Regions from separate parts of the Arachis hypogaea genome. Here region 2 is linked to region 1. A link is a contact called in public Hi-C data. All regions are on one chromosome and are shown on one strand. Each heading gives the region's core, a stretch centred on a gene start, on an enhancer-like site or on the middle of the called end of the contact. The rest is flanking DNA. Distances are from core to core; before and after follow the strand shown.

Region 1 (7,377 bases), core at 2,489-4,988:
CACGAAAGAAACACTTAACAACATCACAAACCTCTTTACCGACAACTGACCAGTATTTTTGAAAGAAGAGACCATTCAGACCGTCTGGTCCCGGCGCCTTAAGACTCCCCAAACTAAAAGTAGCCTCTTTAATCTCCTGATCAGTAACCTCCTCCATGAGCTCCCCATTCATATCCTCAGTCACACTGACAGGAACATGGCTTATGCAAGCAGTCATATCTAGATTCTCTGTAGCCGTAAAAAGATTCTGAAAGTGAGCTGCTACTAGCTTGAGAATCTCCCTTTCCCCACACACCCAATTTCCTGTAGGATCCTTTAATCTCTCTATCCTATTTCTATCTCTTCTTTGAATGGTAGAAGCATGGAAGAAGGAAGTATTCTTGTCTCCAAAATTCAGCCATTTCACCCTCGACCTCTGACCCCAATATTTCTCCTCTTGTCTCCATAATCTGGTGATCTCCAATTTAAGCCTGTAGATCTCCTGTTGCTGAGTCTCTGTAAAATCCTCTTCCTGCAGCTGTTTGAGGCGAAGCCTTAAACTTTCTATTTCTACATCAGCCCTCTTAAAGCTAGTTCTACTCCATTTGGTTAATTCCTTCTTGCAATTATGCATTCTTCGATTCAGATTTCCCTAGTGATCAGAACCAGTATAGCCAGAGCTGCTCCATCCTCTCCTTATAACAGCGTCACAGTCGGCATGGTCCACCCAAAAGGCCTCAAACTTAAAACTTTTAATCCTTCTACCTCTAGGTTTAACATCAAGAACTAGAGGAGCATGATCCGAGCTAATAGGCGGTAAGGCTGAGAGCGTGGCATGTTGGAAAGCTCTTCTCCATTCCCAATTGACGAGAACCCTATCAAGCCTTTCCTTGGTAACACAACCATTACTTGGATTACTAAACCAGGTGTATTTCATTCCTTGAAGTTCCATATCCAAGAGAGCATTCTTATGTACAAAATTTCTGAAAGATTGTATCTGAAAACTTGGCTTAGGATGCAAACCCACCTTCTCATCTTGAGAAATAACATCGTTAAAGTCTCCGATCAACACTGTTGGCTGTGCTAGAATATCATTTACAAAAGTTAAATCCTTCCATAACTCCTTCCTTTTCTTGTAGTCTGGATGACCATAAACAAAAATAGCCTCCCAATCCTTGTCATTACCACTGCTAACTTTAGTTTTAATAAAATTATCACACCAAGCATAAACATGAATATTTACATTACTCTTCCAAAAAATACAAAGTCCCTCGGGATTCTACACAAAACATGTTATCAAACTCTAACTTTCTCCTAATTCTATCACAACTTAGTTTAGTAGCTTTGGTTTCCATAAGGAACAAAAGGGACGGCCTGCGAGATTTACAAATACTTTTTAATTCATGCACTATCGAAGGGGCCGCCATTCCTCGACAGTTCCAGCTGACGACAATCATGGCTGGTTGTGGGGCATGTTAAGGCCCGCCTCCTCAGCCATGTCTGTCCCAGCAACATACTTGTACTTCTTACCTGGTTGTTGCATACAAATTTTCATAGTTTCCTTCATTTCCTCTTCATTGTTCACAATGATGCGTACATCCCTTTTCCTTTTGAGGTTTAAATGCATTCCTAAGTTATAAGCCAGCTCCAAAGCCCACTTGTAATCATTCCTCTGGTAAGGCTTTGCCATCCCATCGTGATCCACAACTGGATGATCCCCTGCTAGTTCAATAAAATACTTCTCATCATTCTCCATCCTTTGAATCATGGTCCTGGTAGCTACAGTACCAATTCCTTTCATTTTTGGTTTTTCCCGATAACTCCACAGCTGATTTGCATTAAGACTTTTTGAATCTGTCCCCCTCACTGTTTGCTCCAGCATTTCTTTATTGAGTTGTTGGTTTTGCTGAGACTCCTTCCAGCCAAAAAGCTTTTTCAGCTCTTGCCTGATTGTTAAACATTTGTTAATGTCCCTCCCCGCTTCATTTACCTGCAATTTTCCTGTTCTGATCTCAGTTACCATCAGCCCAGCTGGCTCGAGCTCATTGTATATTTTTCCCATACCAAAAGGTTCTGGCTCCTTTTTTTCCTTGGCTTGTACGTGGTCCTGATCCCCATCATCATATTGCCTTGCATCCCAACTATCCTCTTCTGCCACATGAACCTTTTCCTTCCCTTTCACCATCCTGTTGATAAAGACAGCTGGCCTCTCACCAAATCTTGATTGTTTGTCTTCAGAAATAACACGCCTGGATGAAAGATTTTGTGAGTCTTCGTCGATCTGCTCCCTTGATTCCTGACTCTCCTTATCATGGCTTCTTTGCTGCTCCAGGTAAGGCTTAAGGGTTCTTTGAGAGCCCCTGCCTGGTCTGTTCCCCGAAAAGCTATCATCTGCCCATGTCTTCTTCATAGTCTCAATTCTCACACGCTCCCTCTCACACGCTAGCTTTTCATCCATCAATTCCCTGATTCCATCTTCTCGCTGCTCTATATCTCTGGCTGATATGGCCTTGGCTCTGTTGACCCCCAGTCCCGGAGCATACCTTGGCTTCGTAGAATCCCAACATGCCATTGCCATTGGACTTGTACATTCCCTCTTATTATGACCAAGGACTCCACAATTTAGGCAATAGCTGTCCTGAATCCTTTCATACTTGAGATCAACCCATATATCATGAAAATTATCTCTTGCTAGCCAAAAACCAGTAGGTAAAGGTTTAGTGACATTTAAAGTTACCTTCACCCTCAAAAAGGTTCTTTGAAGGATGTTATTCCATCTTGGGTTTTTCGTTTCCATCACGACACCCAGTCTCTTACCAATAGTCTCAGCTGTTTTCACCGTTAAGAAATGGAGTGGAAGCCCATGAATTTGAACCCATAGCTCCATGTAATTGTGATCAACATCATATACTGACTGTCTGCCATTCCATATCTGCAAGTTGAGAAGATTTCCTCTGATGCTCCATGGTCCTCCTTAACGAATCTGGATACCCTTATTTTTATCCCTAAAGCTGATTAGAACTTTATTTTTGCCGACATCAGAGATGACTACACCATCAGGATTCCCCCAGATTCCCAGCAATGCTGCTTTACAAGTCTTAAAACTAACTTCTTTGTCAGAGATAATTTTACCCACCATATTCAGATTATCTTCAATAAAACTATGATCGTATTCTGGGTTGAGACGAATTACTGCACCCTCAATACACTGATCATCCTCGTGAGCCATAGGTAGACAATGGAGTAAGTAAAACGAAAAAAGGCGTAGAAAATGATAGAGGTACTAGAAGCCACTCCTTAGGAGAGGAAAGTCTCTCTGAAAGAGATAAGGCGGTCGTCACCGCTTGTTAATGTAACATGATAACACAGATTTGGAAATTAAGAGTTCCTCAAAAAATCAGAACCTTTCTATGGCGAGCTTCGCATAACATTTTACCTGTTTTTGGAAATCTTTTTAATAAAAGAATAACTAACACTCCTATATGTACTATTTGTTTGCAGGAATCAGAGACCACTGAGCATGCTCTGCTGCTATGCCCTTGGACTAGGGCAGCTTGGTTTGGAGCCCAAATTCAATGCTGCCCTACGGCCCTAACAGTTTTTTCTTTTGGGAAGTGGTTGTTGGATATTCTAGAAAAAATGAAATTGAACACAGGGAATGATTATGATCATTGCAGCAGTATGGTTGGTTTTCTAGTGTGGGAAGTGTGAAAAGCAAGAAACCAAGCGATATATCAGAAGTCTACTCCTAATCCTATCATGGTGATTCGTAAAGCTAAATTAATGGAGTTAGAATTTGCAGAAATGGCAGAGGAACCAGTAAAGAGTTCAACTAATACTACAAGAACAGGCGGCAGAGTTACCTGGAGACCGCCACTGGTGGGTTGGATCAAATGCAATGTGGATGCAGCTTTTGATAAAGCTCGTTCTACGGGAGCAACTGCAGCAATATTTAGAGACCATAATGGTACCCTTCTCTCAGGAATTAACTCCTCAATAGTTGCCACTTCGCCATTAGCTGCGGAGGCATTAGCGGTTAGAGCAGCCTTAATTTTGTCACGTAATTTTCAAATGCAAAAAGTTATCATAGAATCAGACAATCAGATGCTTATTCAGGCACTAAAATCACATACAACAATTGCAGAAATTCAAGTTATTCTACAGGACATATTACATTTAGTAGGAGGCATTCCAAACTGTGGCTTTACCTGGGTGCCTAGAGAAGCGAACTCATTAGCGCATGAAGTGGCGAAGCTAACAGGTCACGGCACCCTCCGCCAGAATTGGATCATGCATAGGCCACTGTCCATCAGGAACATTCTCCGAGGGGATCAGCTTGCTATCTCCAGATTGCTAATTAGTTCAGGAGCGAATTGAGAGGTGAGGAGCACTAATTAGGTTGCTGTGGAGGACAACTCGTTCCACGATACTGTATGAATACCAGAGGCAGAGCTTCTAATTGAGGCAGAGGGGGTCAGGTGGGTTGCTGTATTGATGCACTAGTCTGCATAGGTGGCCATTGACTTTGATCTAGGGTTTTCAGACTATGAAATTGGTAGATCGGGGAGGTTGTCTCTGTTACATGCGCGGTTAGCCTCTTTGTTTGAAATCTGCGGTTATAATTTTTCTCCCTCTTCTCCTCCAGTTTTGAAGCTCTGTGAACAGGGCGGCCTCACATTGTCCTTTTGTTCTTCTTGCATTTCAGCACAGCAATTTTCTATCTCGGTTCTTTTACTAGAGCAGCATCATGTATATAATTTTCTTTTGTATATTTTGTTGATATACCCTTACATTTTGGTATTAGGTAATGATACTTTCAGTTGCGGGTTGGAAAATGGGAAATCTATTGTAATAGCGGAAGGTCTTGAGAAATCATAAGGAATAGGACCGGGTTGGGATGTGGGTTTGTTGTTTGGGTTTGATTCTAGTTTGGGTTGTCCTGTTTTGGATCTGGGTTGGTTGTTGGCCTGGATCCCAGTCCAAAAAAAAATTAATTTTTTATATTTCTAGTTTTAAAATTTAAAAAATTAAAATAGTGAGGAGTTATTTTTTTTTTTTTATAACCGTCCTCCTATTTTTCAACTAATTGGCTCAGTTGACTACCTCTTAGTTAGTTCCTAACAAAACCGAAAATATAATTGTTAGAAAAAAATTATGGTTTAATCGTAGTGGGTTTTAGGAACAAATATTATGGGACATAGTTATAGGTAGTTGTAGGCCCAGGCCTTAAACCATGGGTTGTAATAAATAGTCATGGTTTCATGACCAAAAAAAAAAAAAAGAAAAAGATAGCCATTGTAGTATGTAGCAACAACCAGCAATTCACACATTTCTTAATTATTTTTCACTGTTATATAAACTGTTTTTATGAATTACTAGTACTATTTCAATTTTGACTTAAAATTGGCAAGTATGTCTCAACTTTAATTTCTCTGAGATTAAAGTATATCTAGGCTATGATTTTTCAATAATCTAATTTTAGGTCTCGTGATAAGTATACTTTAAATACATTTATTCTCAAGCCATAAGGTAATAATAATAATAATAATAATAAATTTTTACCTAAGAATAACTGTATTAATTAAACATTACTCCATCAAATAGAAACAGCAAAGCATGAAAAATTATGCAATTTTCTTTTTAATTCCAGAAGTAGCCTACCTATTATGACTGATGAGTATAGTGCTCATCAACTTAATTAGAAATTTTAGATCCTTGTCTCATTGTAATAATTAAGAGGGATAGGTTAGAGATTCCGATATCCATAAAGTAATTGCGTCGAAAGCAAAACTAGAACCACCACCCTTGCAATAATAATGAAAATAAAACAGCCTCTTCTATTATTGTGGCTGCTAAGAAGCCTCGAATTTTATGGCAAAATTTGTTTACTAGAATTACACAAAATACAACTAAATTGGCTTCGTCGTGTATGTGGTCAGTTTGTCTGCTTAAAGTTAAATAAGTGTTGGAGGTTTCAATTCCATCTTATATATGCAATAATTCACTAACAACGATAAATTTTTAAGTGGAGCTCAAATTCACGCCAAATTAATACTTAATCTAGTGGACCGGAAGATATATCAGAAAATAAAACAAGAATTAGACAAAATACATTAAAGAACCAATTAAAAGGATAAAGTGTATGCTATACAAACGTCAGAGTCATTCTAGTTTTTTACCATTACTGTAACAGCCATTTTGTTAGACTATATGTAACACTAGCTACTACAAATACATTTGTAACAAGTCTTCCTTGAGCTTGAATTAGATGATATCTAAAATTTTTTAGGCAAATAAATATGAAAAGGGGGTGAAAGTAGTGCTTTAGTTTTTTAAGTTTTAGTTGAATTTTTTTTATTTTATTTCTAAACATTTAAATCATCTTAGTTTTATTTTAAATATTTTATTTCGTTCTAATTTTATTCTCTGACTAAAATTAATTTTTTTCCATTATTCTCTTTTTTTTCTCTTATTCTTTTGACAGTTTCATTTTAAAATCACTACTACAATTTTATTATTATTATTATTATTAGCTTAAATCATCAATTGTATATATGAGTCTATTTTTGTCTTATGCTAAAATTTTTTTGAGAATAATAAAAATCGAAATTTATATTTTTTAATCATAGTATACTCACTAATACCAGAATATGAAATTATTTATCCCTAAATTTATAACTATTAAACAGAGATACATAAATAACTACATAATTAACCGAGAAAGAAAGAAGGATTATCTGGTTGGCCAATAGAATTATTGATTCGATTAATAGTGAAAGGAAAAGCTAAAGTTGTGTTATTGGCTTATTGGCTTATTGCCTTATTGGCATAAACAAATTGTCTATATCTCCGTTGGCTAATTATAATTGCATTATATATATTTGGTTTCCGTGAACAATAACAAACTTCCTATATATAATAAGCGACGAGTCTTTAATAATTCTACTTTCTTAGTCCAATGATTGTTATAGGTTATTAGTAACATGATTACATGTATGAAACTTAATCTGAAGAGCTCCTAAATAGGAAGGTATCATCTAAGGCATATTCAGTATTTTCACGGTAATATTAAAGAGATAAAAAATAATTAGTTCAACCAGTTTAAATTTATTTTATTTAATATTTATTTATTATATAATATATTAAATAAAATTAAAAATAATAAATTTTGGATAATTTTTAACAAATATTTTTTAATTATAAAATATTTTTGTTATAATTTATGTTAATGCAAAACTTAATCGGTTAATGTTAAAATTAGTCTTTAAAAAATTATGTTACGTAACACTTAATAATCATACATTAACAAAAAAAAATTAATAGAAAGACTAAATTGATTTACTCATGATTTTTTAGAAATTATTTTAAGCAATAACCCAAAACTTAACGCCAGTTTTT
Region 2 (7,377 bases), core at 1,737-4,236, 210 kb after region 1:
AGCAAATTTTCATGTCCAACACATCATCTTTGACTTATGGAGACCATCTAAGGAGTAAAAGCTTCAGATTCAAAGCGCCACACAAACTAGCACCAATTATAAATGACAAGATGAGATTAAGATAGAGATAAAGACAAACTCAACACATTGATAAACAATATCAAGCATATAGAAAATCTAGAAAATATCGACATACTTGGTGACAACAATAGCTAAAGAGACCTGAAAGATGCACCGTCCATTGCAGCCAAGGAGATACCAATGAGCAGTGTTATATGAAGATGTCGAGTTCTGGCAGACACTTTGATCAATTCTATTTTGCAATAGCTTTAATATGAGAAAATATATTAAATTAGAGGTACCAAAGACTTAAAATTTATGACTTCACATTTTCAGAAAGTACCATTTATCCTTGAATGAGATAGCACTAACAGAAACAATATATTTGTTGTCAACCAAAATCTTATTATCATATCTTCGCAAGTGACCTTAGTGTAATAAGTTGTGACCTAAAGACCATATTCAGCATAATTGAAGTGGTATGGTTACAAGAGAGGAAAAAAATAATTTTACATGTCTAGATTTTGCATGTGAGAGATAACTTTATAGAGTCTATACCTTTAAAACTTTCATAGAAGCAATTGAGATCAGAAGAAACAGGTTAACAATCAATCAAATGATAATTACAGCTAATGCTTCAGTTCAAGTTCATTAAGCCTAACAAATTACCTTGATGAAGCCTAGAGAACCAGGTCACTCTGCAAATGAGAAGTGATTTTAATCTCAGGAGAATCCAGAGAGGAAGATAAAAGGAATGTAGTCTTGAATCCTTAGACTAGACTTTATAGCATGTAAATTCACATTTCATACTATGAACATTCTACTCACTTCACATATTAGGTCATTTTGTTTTCTCAAATAAAGAAATGATATGGTGTATTGACAAATGTACCAGCTGTTGAACTCTCCACTTTCTCCATATCAAATGTCCCAACTTTATAAGGTTCCATAACCTGGCAAGTTTGTTTCTATCCCTTTCTCTATTCTCCGGCTTCAACCAATCATATTTAACAATTACTTCTTTATTTCATATATTCTCATAGATGTATCTATAACCATATCAAATTTACAATATTATCCTCTGTCAGCAACATCAATATCTTCATAAACTATACTGATATAAACAGATCACCAAAAAAATTGGGATCCCTGTAAAAAAAATGTTATTACTACACTAATGTCCTTCATCTAACCGTGGGAGTCATCTGGTTGCAATATTCCACGTATTTCCCGCATTAATAACTTCGAACTATTAGCAATCCGTATGCTTTCAGAAATGATATGACTGCATAACTCATGCCTCCGAGCTGGTCTAAATGATCTTAATTCAAAAAGAGGGTCTGTTATAACTTTCCTACTATACAACTCCCTTGCTGGATGGACATGTTTCCACCAGAAATCAGATAGTGCCATTTCCATCACATTCCAGTACTCAGCATCACGATGTAACCTGAACAAACTACTGCCATTAGGAGTCCATACATAAAAATCCATCCAATCCCTCCCTAGAATCTCCATTAATCCCTGAGCTTGAGGAATATAGCGAATTGGAATTCGAGACCAAGGGAAGGCTTTACTCATGTCTCCATTGAGATACGGACACTTTATCTCTAGAACCCCATGAGAAGACAACTCAAATAGCTTTCTGTCAAGTACACCATCTGGCGAAGCAGCTAGCCAGTCATTTTCAGTGTTAGCACCATACACCTGAAGTTCAGGAAACAATACAGTATTGCCACTTATCAGCTTGTATCTTTCAAGTGCTTCCTCCTCTTTGATATTGTTCCAACAGGTAGCGATGTTTCCTGAGAATGGTTCAATAGCACCTATCTTCTCTAGCCACAACTGGCACCTTTGCCTACGCCAAAATCCAATAGCAGCAGCAAAAGTGCTAGCTGTCAGTTTGTGTTTTCTAAGTGTTTGCCAGTTTTTAAACCGGTGTTGAAGACTCGGTGCTTGAAGGAAAGAATGAGTTTCGACAGATTCGTATTTTGACATGGCACCAACTATGCTCAAACTTCTAAAGTTGTTATTAGGAGCACGGCTATAGGAATTAGATCCTACAATAACCGATACTAAGGAATTGCTACTAATGTTTTTCTTATTACCCAGACATGCATCAAGAGAACCCATATAACATCGAATTTTGTGCATGCAATGCAGTCGAACAATGTGAGAGAATGATGAAGCAACTTCACAACTGTTAAACAAAGAGAAGTTGTCATTTGATGATTCGAACCATAGATATTAGCTCGACAACATCTGATACTTATCAAATACATAACTAACATTCAAAAGAATAATACGATGAACATATATGATTCCTATTCCTCATTAGTTTCATTATAGAACTAGTCCTGGGTGGTTCAATTATTATATACGAGGTGAAAATGGGTGATAACTTATTTAAACCAATAACTAACTAATATATGCATTGCATTACAAAAGCATGTCGTAATGGTGGAATGTTCCTTTTTTATAATCTTACTGCAGCATGTGCACAATATTTATGGCGGAAGCCACTTAGAAGCATGTAGAAATCATTCATAAACTCATAATCAAAAGAGAGAAAGGAAAAAAAGTATATATATGATTGGAGCATTTCATCGAACACAGTGAGGGGCGCATGAAACAGAGAGCAAAAAAGAGCAGAAGATAATCTTTACCAAAGCTGGGAGTGGATGCAGAGTCTTGAGTGGAAGTTTCTCTCAATAACAATCATGGTAGCCACGCGGCCATGGAAACCAAGATTCTGAAAACTGAGCGGTCATCGAACCATTCCGGATATCGGTTCAACAGTTCGGAGGTTCAACCAATCCAACGGCGGAGAAAGGGTTGTTGGTTGCTGTGGGTTAGGGTTGGGTTGTTGGATGCATTTCGGACCAAGCTTTGACTGTGCACCGTGAGAGTAAGCATAAGAGAAAAATACTAAATTAGGCTATAAAAACGTACATATAAAAATAATTAAAAATAATTAGATGTTAACTGTTAAGTCTGTTGTACAAATAAAAATAATTAATTTTTACACTTGTTATTTAAAAATAATATTTTTTCTCTCTATATATATAAAAATATAATTAGATATTAATATAAAAAAATTATATTGATAGTTATAAAATTAACTCAAAATTAATTTTTTTTAAAATAATTAAATCTTGATTCTAACTTTTAATTATAATATTAGTATTCTCTTCAAATTATATGTAATAAATATTTGAAAGAAGAGAAATAAAAATATAGATTAAAAAGATAAACGGTGAAAATTTAAAACTAAATAAAAAAAACTAAAAAACTATGTATATAATAACAATAATAATAATATTTTTTATTTAAATTATATTATTTTGTTAATTTTGTTTTCGGTAAAAAAGAAAGATAGAAAAAATAGAGAATGAGAGAAAAGAGAGAGAAAGATAAAGATGAAGAATGAAAGTGAGAGAGTTTGTTAATTTTGGAAGAATAAATTTTATTTTAATTGTAAAAAAATATCAAATGACATACTTTGATTTGTTAAATTACTAATATAAAATATAAATTATATATAGAGTAAAAATAGTAGAGAGAAATAGAAAAATGAAGAGAGATAGATGAGAGAATTTAGGAAGGGAGTTTAATAATTTTGAAAAAAAAATTTTCTCTTAATTTTAATAAGAGAGTGTCATGTGACACATTTGATTATTAAATTAGATAGTAATATATGATATATAATATAGGTATATTTCAATTTCAATTTTAGTTTTAATGCAATTAAAAAATGTCATGTTGCATATTTTAATTGTCAAATTAGTAATTAGTCATTGATATTGGTAATGATATATAAAATAGATAGAGTGGTTGAAGGAATGAGAGAAATAGAGAAAGGAAGAGGGATGAGGGGAGTACTCTTTAATTTTAGAGAGAAATATTTGATTTCAATTGCAATTAGAGAGTGACATGTGGCAATTTTAGTTATAAAATTAGTAAGGAGGAGGGAATAATTCTTTAGTTTTGGAGGAAAAGATTTAATTTCAATTACAATAAGAGAGTGACATGTGGTACATTTTGGTTGTAAAATTAGTAAGGAGGAGAGGTGGATTCCTTAATTTTGGAGGGAAAGATTTGATTCCAATTGCAATGAAAAAGTGACATGTGGCACATTTTGGTTGTAAAATTAGAGATATATAATAAATTTGGGGTGTAGTATGTTTTTGTTTTATTAAGCTAATTTTAGAGTTTATTGTTCACATTGTTCACAAAAATTATTGTCTACCTAACAAAGTCCGTTTGTTAATTAAAATAAACGAAGTGTTTATAATTTTATATTATAAAATAATTTGGACAGGGCTCAGTGTTTGTGTTACCGGGCCATAAATTTTGGGTTCGAGTAGTTGAATTTTTGGTATTTTGAGTTGTATTAAAGAATAGCATTCGAGCTTATTCCAATTCTCAAATTCGTAATCAAATTTCAATTTTTTTATTTCGTTAACAAATCCAAATTCACCGAAAAAAATCAGATCACGAAGGATTTTCTTTTTCTTTTTGTTTTTTGTCATGGCACATGGCCAAACAGGCCTAGGTCGGGTATAACCCGTTCAAGCTATATCCAGAAAGAATCAGATCCACATCCTAACTCAATCACAGATTGGCGCCATTTTCAGGACACCCCCAAGGCAGCACCGTCTTTCTTTTCAATGACATTGTCTCGTCCATCAGCTTGGTATCAGTTGCCACCACCAGCCTCCACTAAAGGTTACATTGATCGCACCTTCAAGCCCGCTGTGTTGTTTTTCCATTCTCGAAGATCGCCGTTGCTGCTTTCTGGTTGCCTCTCACTATGCTTGTGCTCCTTGCTGCTCTTCCGTCACCAGTTGCATTGGCTCCTTGCCTTTAAATCCAGATTTCGGAGACCGTCGTCCTCTGCCTTGAATTGAATCCTGGTGTTCCCTATCCCGTGCTCGACCTTCCTATTGTTTTTGGTCACTCATTTTCGACTCCATTGATTTCACCCAATAAGCTTTAACATCACCATATCCACCCTAAACCCAAATACCATTGCACCTTTACAACAACAACAAAAAAGAAAAAGAGGCCAACTCCTACACCCATATATGTGGCTCAATTATCCTTCATTATGGAACTAAATAAATAAACATAAATAATTAAATTGGAGGAATGATAAACGTTGAAATCCATCACCCATCACAACGCTTATATAAATGACGCAATGCAGACCCATTTCTTTCACACGTGGTAACCTCATGTTGTGACACCTATTGATAGCGTGACATGATGATTTTCACTATCAAGACCATAGAATATTTCATGGATTTTTTTTAATATAAAATGAAAAAATTCATTAATTCCTAGAAGAAGAGATTTGAACTTTATTTTTGAAAATACGATTTTTTTTATATTAAAGGCAAGTTTGCCGCACCCCTGTTTTTTCTGAAATATGATTTTTTTTCTGTTTTTAAAGGTTCTCCTTTTTTTTTAAATTCCTTCAAAGGCTAATTAAGAGTATTGTCTAATATTTAGACTCTAATATTACTAAAGATAAGTTAGTAAATTATTTTAGTGAATTTCTATGTGAATTTAGAAAACGGAGACTTAGGATTCTGGAGTACTGTGGGTGGATTAGTTGAGAGAAGTGGTAGAGTACTGTAAAGACGATTGATATGATGAAATTGAGGAGTTGTGGATTTGATGATGCTTGAGACGAGTCTAGGATTAAGAGTGGAATGATGGCCTTACTGAATACTGAAAATGATTTCTGAAAAACATTGATATATTATTTTATACTGAGATTGTTGAGACGATATGCACCTGGCAAGGACGGTTTGGTTAATCCCGCTTGTCAAGGTCGCGGCAGCGGCATAAGGGCTGTGGTTAGTCCCGCTTACGTTGAGATGTGAGGTCCGTGGCAAGAGTATCCCGCTCGCATCCCTTCGGAATCACTAGAGTGTGCAGGCACTATATCCTGGACCGTGTTCTGGGCACAATATCTCGGGGATTCCCATTATGAGACCGAAGGGCGACATCTCCATGGAGATGTGTCGGGTTGGCAGTTGAATCGATAATGTGATATCACAGCTAAATAGGACAGACATTCATCATGTGCATCTTCTATCTGTTTGTTTGTTTTGCCGACTTGAAACTGCTTGTCTAATTGTTTAACATGATTAATTGCTACTTGAATTTCTTGTTATACATGCTATACTTGTATTTTACTTGCATTGTTATTATTTGTGTTTTCTACTGGGATTGAGGAGGTTCGGAAGGCGGTGGCGATGGGATCGCATGGCGGTTAGGCTATGGGATAGTGGTGAACTGATAGTTAGAAATCCCTTAAGATAGTTACCCCGTTTCATAAAGGATTTAAAGTTATGGTTTTAATTTTAGTATGCTTTAAGTTGAATCTCAAGATTAATATGAAGCTTTAGGATTGCCTCTAGCGTCCCGAGGTCTTATATCTTACATTATTGGGCACTATTACCATACTGAGAACCTTCGGTTCTCATTCCATACTTTGTTGTTGTTTTTCAGATGTAGGTCGCAACCCACTTCGGTGAGTTGCTTGATGGTGACAGAGCGGCGGATCTTTATCATGGTTTTGGAGTCTTGTGGTTATTTTGATCAGTTCTCTCACTTTTGTATTTATATTGCCTTAGAGACTCACTTTGAGAGAGATATTTTGTATAAGCTATTTTACTTTCAAAATTCTGTATGTCTGTTTATACTAGTCGGCTTAAACTCCGCGGGCTACGGTTAGTTCTTTATGACTATTATATTCTCTTATATACTTATATTTTGTTATTTATATCTTTATCTTGTGACTTAAGTTTATAGCTTCGTTTAAATGTTTTGCACTTTTGTAACTCTGTTTTTGAGCTTATTCCTTCATCGGGCTTCTAGAATTATTATTCCTTCTATATATATTTATCTATAAGCTTAGGATTGTCGTGATCTCTGATTAACCTTTACTTTACGGCATGAGGTAAGGCTTAGGGTAATTAGGGTGTTACAAGCTTTCTCGTTGGTTATTCGCTATGTAGATGTACTTGCCCGATAAGATTTATTTCATTGTGGTTATTCGCTATTAAGAAAGACACTATCTATATGTTCTAACCGATAATAGGTCTTTAGGTACTTTGGTGCAACTTGTGACACAGCCTTGGCCTGGTTCAGCTGACACAGTCATGTTTCATCCGGTTTTTTGGACGTTTTCACCGTGTGTTGAGCTTTCAAGCATTGCAAGCCACTTATTTCCATCGATGGTATCCACTAATATGGTAAATACGATGGGACGTTGCTGATGGCCATGCGCAAGATGGAAATGCA

Evidence for each region. A called contact is a pair of places that touch in the nucleus more often than the background predicts.
Region 2: a Hi-C map of leaf shows a contact between it and region 1, with 2.9 times the contacts expected there. The contact joins the promoter of LOC112741786 here to the promoter of LOC112742383 in region 1. A contact is called at or near these places in 2 of 8 Hi-C or Micro-C datasets (both in leaf).

Annotation. Positions count from the first base shown.
Region 1 is chr14:20,680,653-20,688,029 of arahy.Tifrunner.gnm2.J5K5, forward strand. It overlaps LOC112742383, which reads left to right and starts at 3,739. Exons shown (of 1, transcript XM_025791619.1): 1 at 3,739-4,356. The coding sequence starts at 3,739. The coding sequence ends at 4,356.
Region 2 is chr14:20,893,060-20,900,436 of arahy.Tifrunner.gnm2.J5K5, forward strand. It overlaps LOC112741786, which reads right to left and starts at 2,987. Exons shown (of 4, transcript XR_011870815.1): 1 at 2,727-2,987; 2 at 730-2,260; 3 at 223-327.